Regions from separate parts of the Gossypium hirsutum genome. Here region 1 is linked to region 2. Evidence: chromatin contacts called from public Hi-C data. All regions are on one chromosome and are shown on one strand. The core of a region is the stretch at or near the end of the contact, and the rest is flanking DNA. Distances in the headings are between cores, read along the strand shown. Region 1 holds the start of LOC107920746 (eukaryotic translation initiation factor NCBP). Region 2 has its middle 71 kb from the start of LOC121224954.

Region 1 (3,045 bases), core at 95-2,594, 340 kb before region 2:
ACTTGAGAAGTTGGGATCACTTTGCAACTCAAGGTCCAAGTTGGCAGTGATTATATCGTCTGGGGTTGAAGTGTAAATAAGATTTCAAGTTTACAAAGATTATGCTGTCAAAGGATAGAACATAACTGGGGCCCTAGTTGATGGTGGTTATGTAGGCAGGACAACAAGTTTCTCCTCGTCATAGGAGCATGTTTTATAAAACTCATACGGAAGTGTAAGGAAGGAACACGCAAGGGGTCTTCCAATATAATTAAATAATTCATGTTGTCTGTCCGAAAGCAGTAACCTTGTTAGTATAACCTATTGCACCCCAATTCTGTCACAGGTTATAATAATGGGGTCACCGCTTTCGGTGGTGATGGATAAGATGCATTATCTTATTATACTAAAACGCTATTGTGTTTTTCTTCCTCGTACTTCTGTTTAGGTTTTATAAAACATCCTCTTCTAACGAGGAAAAAATCGTTGTCGTGCTTGCATACAGGGGCAAAACTAAGGGGCTAGCAAGGGCCCCAACCCTCCTAAAATGGAAAATTTCCCATTTAGGCCCTTTAATATTTTTAAAATTTTAAATTAGTAAATGTAAAATTGCACTTTGCCCCTTAAAAATATAAAAATTTGATTTAATCCTTTAAAAATTATAAAGATATAGGTTATTAAAATAATGAAATTGCATTTTTGCTATCGGAAAAATTATAATTTAATTTTGGCACCCTAAAATTTTTTTTTGGTTTTACCCCTGTCTACATAACCACTACTAATCGGGGTTTCATTTATGCTTCATCCCTTGACAACATAACTTTTGTAAACTTGAAGCCATAGTTACAATTCAATTCGAGACCATATAATCACCGTCAACTGGGACTTTGAGTTGCAACACGATCTGACTTCTTGAGTGATGGCTCTTACTCACATGGTAGATGAAATTTGTGGATCACTCAGCTCCATGACACCACTATAAATGAAAATATTCCTTAAAATTATAACAATTTCTATCTCAAACATGGGCAAAAATAAATCTACAAATTTATAATTTCCAACCGTAAGAAAAAAAATTTACCAAAGTGAAAATGTGTCCTATAGGGTACGTTTTTATTCTCTTTCCCACATCAGTAAAAACACATCTTGTAGGACGCATTTTCTTTTCTCTCTCCAAAAATAACGTAGAACAATAAATTAAAAAAACTAAAGCATATATCTAAAAATTAGCCCGTAAATAATCTACAACCTATTTTATTTTTGTAATTTTTTTTATAACCTAAGTAAAAACCAAGTGGTTGGCATTGGATAAATTATGTTTTAGAATACTTTATTTGTACCTAAAAGGAAGAAGAAACCAAATAACAAGGCCAACCAACCTACGTACCAAACAGGACGCAGACAAAAACATCAATGCGCAACGCACCGTTTCATCTCCTTTCCTTTCCCATTCCCCATTAAAAAGAACGAACATGGGAAAAAAAAAACGTTAGGGCTTCTGCAGAGAGAGGGGAAAAAGAATCGAAAATGGAAATTACGGAGAAAAGGGAAGGAGAGAGCAATAACAGCAGCAAAGATTTGAACAACAATGATAATATCAACAACGATTTGACAGATTCTGATGGCAATAATACGAGTAAAGAAGCTGAAGAACGCCGAGCCCGTGACCTCAAAGCCGGTTTGCATCCTCTCAAGGTATTTTTATTTCTCATGATTTTTCTTTTCTTTTTGAAAAAAATTAATTTATGTGAATATATGTGTAATGTTTTGCTTGTGGATAGATCTGTTTACAATTTCAAAATATCGCTTTTGAAATTTTTAGGTTTAATGACGGACTATGGCATTTTATTTCGATTCAGATAACTTTTTTTTTAACATTTTAAAGATATAATATTTCACTGGTCTTTTTAAAACAAGAAATTTTGTTTTCGGAAATTTATTTCATTTTGCTGAATAATTGTTTCTCATTTCAATTTTCACGTATTCATATTGAAATATTGATTCCTTTTTGAAGTTATTAACATTTGGAATGATTTACTCAATTGAGACACTTGACGATTCAGTGAAAGAATTTATGTAATAGAAACACTGTTTTCTCTTTTGTTTGTTTTTCCTGATTAGTTTGGAGAGGTAGTCTAGGAAGTGATTAGTTGATTATTATATATATATATTAAAGCATCCCGGAGCTTTTGCAGCACTTAACTTTTAAGTTCATAATGTGGTTGCAGAAGTGCATGCTTCGACTTAGAAGAGACAAATGAGTTCTCCAATACTATCGTGGCGATGCATTAGTTTACCTGAATTCACTTGAACACCTATGGATATCTTATTGAACTAGACAATCCAAATTCTGATCAAAATGTGAAAGAACACCATGGTAACAAATGAAAATAAACCTTGAAATGAATCTCTTTTCATGGTGTAGATAGCCCACCATGGTACTACCTTAGCAAAGTATTGTATCCAACTCAGTTTCTACACATTCTATAATTAGTCCTAATTAACTAAGGTAAAATGAATTCACTTCAAGTTAAGGGAAAGTATGATCTCCGCACTGTGCTACCTTTTATGTTGTAGTTCATGTTTCATGATCTAAATGAGCTGTATCCAACTAACTTAGGCTTCAATTTTTATGATGTTCTTGGCTCTTCATTTTCTTGGTCTGACATATATATAACTATTCAAGTGCCAAATTGGTTGCTTATTAGTCCCCTTATTTGGTTCTCACATTTTTTACAGCACAAGTTTGTCTTCTGGTACACTCGTCGGACACCTGGAGTTCGAACCCAAACAGCCTATGAGGACAATATAAAGAAAATTGTGGATTTCAGTACTGTAAGTTCTTTTTAAAAAGCTAACTGTGTTTGATTGTAAATATTCTCACCTTGGTATAAATATTTCTTTTTAGGTTGAAGGTTTTTGGGTCTGTTATTGCCACTTGGCCCGTCCTTCTACTTTGCCAAGCCCAACAGATTTGCATTTATTCAAGGAGGGAATCCGTCCACTATGGGAGGTAATTATCGAAGGCCTCACCTTCAAACTGCCAGTGCCACTTTATATATATAT
Region 2 (2,932 bases), core at 295-2,794:
AGGGGATGAAAGTTAATAACAAATTTGATTATTGTGGGTGACAGTGATTATAAGGACCCAAAATTATTTTTTTAATTTAACTCGAACAAATATATTCGATTTGAATTTCATCTCACTCGAATCGATTCGAGAAATTTTCAAATCGAGTTAGGATGATAAAATAGAATTCGTCAACTCGATTAACTCAAAAAAATTTCATTCGATTTGATTTGATCGAACATTTACCCCTATCTATATTTACTATTTATAAAGCCTTATAGTGAGTTGGTGTCACCTATCAACTGGATCCCAACTCAAGAAAATTACCATAATATCCCTATACATTTAAAATAAATTATATTATTTTAGGACACTTTATTCTTTTTATTTTAAAAAAATAATAAAAATATGCATATGATGAGATTTGAACCCATGCCAACTAAGTTAGCAAAATTTTAAATTAATCACTTAACCAAAGTTTGATTTTAATATTTTAATACATTTTACTTTTATTATGCGCACTTTAGGTCAAATTCTAATATTAGATCCTATACTTTGCTCAAGTTGTGGATTTAATACTTATACTTTAGTTTGGTTATTTTCAGTTCTTATACTTTTAGATTTGAAAATTTTAGTCCTAACTATATGATAATTATTAAATCCATAAAGTTAAGTTCTGTTATTTTTAAAATTTGATGTGTCAAACATATTATCACATGTGTAATGCTATTTTTTTTTTGTTTACATATTCTCACAAAAAAATCAATTAATAGATTTAGCGATTATCGTTTGCATTAATACTAAAATTTTAAAATTCAAAACATATAACCGCTAAGAATGATCTAATTGGTGAACGTGGACTAAATTTATAACTTTGCGTATAATACAAGACTAATGGAATAATTTAACAAAATAGATTTAACTATTACCATTACGTCAGGACTAAATTTTAAAATTCGAAAAGTATAAGGACTAAAATTGATTAAATTAAAGTACAGGTACTAAATCCACAATTTACACAAAGTACAAGTTCTAATAACAAAATTTGACCCACGCTTTATTACATCCATAAATTGTATCTATACTATTAATAAAATCTGTAATTGAGTTGGTGTCACGAGTCAACCCAACACCAACTCGATTAGAGAAATTTAAAAAATGACCTTCTATATTTAACCCAAGTTATATTATTGGAGTGTATTTTAATATTTTTAATTAAAAAAGGACAAAAAAAATATGCATATGATGGGATTTATATCCATACTTATTTACCACGCAACCAAGACTTGATTTCAATTTGGTTATATATTTTTAATCGAATTCATTTAATAATCTTAATATAATATATTTATATGTTTAAATTTTAATTTATTTATAATTTAATTTAATTTTTTTATTTTAATATCATGTATATTATTAATTAATTTTAAATAATATATTTCATTATTTATTATGTTTTATTTTAAATAGAATAGAATTTCAGGTGCATGTATAAATTCTCTACTAGCACCTATAATAATTATTAAATAAATTTTAGATAACATGCCTTACATAACCCACATATACACGTAGTAATAATGATATTAGGAAGTAGGAACCGTCTTTCCTTTCCGTTTTCGATCACTCACTTTCTTGATCTTCTTTTTGTGCCACCTCACATTTCTTTTCTATTATCTGCAAAACTACTGAATAAACAAATGTGAGAGAGAGAGAGAGAGAGAGAAAACGACACCATCACTACTTCATAGCTGTTTTAATAAGTAAGCAAAAAATAAATATAGAGAATAAAAACAGAGCTGAAATTTAATTACTGATTTCTTTGTATTTAAGCCTTTTCAGAGTTGCCTTCAGTTTCAATTTCCCAAGTATTAAAATCCTCGGGGTTTCTGGGTTTTCCCAGGTATTGTTGAGTTTTTATCTCTTGCTTGAAACTTTCAATTTTACGTGATTCAGCTCTGTTTAAAATTTTATTTTGATTTTTTTTTGTTTATTTGTCAGTTTCATCACTGGAGAACTCTTAATTGTTGCTCTTTAGCTATTGGGTTGATCTTAATTTGATTGCTCTGTCTTTCATTTAATTCTATCTCTAAGGTGAGTTCATTCATAAATTTTATAATATATTTGTTTCTTTTGGATCCAATTGTTTTTTTTTTTTGTGAACTGGTTCTTTTTTTTTCTTAACAGTTTGGAAGTTACGAGATAAAAAGTTTATCATTATAGTGAGAGATGGGAACTCAAAGATTGGAATTTGGAGTTAGAGTTAGGAAATTAATGGTGATATCAGTTAAAATATGTTATAGATCAGTTTGGAATCATCCATTTTTTTTTGGGTTGGTTTGCTTTTTGATGCTTTTGTATACCTCATTTCCTTTGTTATTTTCTGCTTTGGTTACTGCATCTCCTGTTTTGGTCTGCACTGCTGTTTTACTTGGTACACTATTGAGTTTTGGGTCACCATACATACCTGAAATCAATGAAAAGGAAGAAGAGAAAGCTAGCCATGATGTTCCAGAATTGAAAACCAGGGCTACTGAGGACAATACTGTTGTGGAGAGAAATGTTGGTGGTGATGATTTTGTTGAAGAAAGACATGTAGGGGAGAGGTGGGGTATAGTCAAGAATGCTGAGGAGAAAGTTAATTTGGTCTATAATGAGGTTGGTGAAGTCGAGGAAGATGATGGTTCAGTTCGTTATAAGCTGTTGGTGGATGACGATTTGGATTCTAGGGATATTCATTGTGAGAATGGGGTGATTGATGAGGTAGAGGGATCATTGAATGATTCGTTGGTGGAGAAGAAGAGGGAAATCCAGGAGGAGATTCTAGGAAGTGAAGGCCTGTTGAGTATGGTGAAGGCATTGGATGATCATCATGTTTTGACGGATACTGTAGGAGATAGGAATCTTGAAGTGGAGGATTGCAAACTCATTGAAGATCTCAGTGATGAACAAAGGG

The links. A called contact is a pair of places that touch in the nucleus more often than the background predicts.
Region 1: a contact with region 2 is called in a Hi-C map of leaf, with 1.9 times the contacts expected there. The contact joins the promoter of LOC107920746 here to the enhancer-like site in region 2. A contact is called at or near these places in 4 of 34 Hi-C or Micro-C datasets (hypocotyl and leaf).

Annotation. Positions count from the first base shown.
Region 1 is chrD13:33,806,224-33,809,268 of Gossypium_hirsutum_v2.1, reverse strand. It overlaps LOC107920746 (eukaryotic translation initiation factor NCBP), which reads left to right and starts at 1,344. Exons shown (of 5, transcript XM_016850591.2): 1 at 1,344-1,674; 2 at 2,719-2,814; 3 at 2,888-2,992. The coding sequence starts at 1,507. It also overlaps the pseudogene LOC121224955.
Region 2 is chrD13:33,461,778-33,464,709 of Gossypium_hirsutum_v2.1, reverse strand. It overlaps the pseudogene LOC107902344. Among protein-coding and RNA genes, the nearest start is that of LOC121224954, 71 kb to the right of the region's middle. Within about 2 kb of position 1,544, at least 6 of the 9 cell types and tissues checked have an H3K27ac peak or open chromatin away from gene starts, as enhancers often do. A contact at or near this core is called in hypocotyl and leaf, where this site is marked.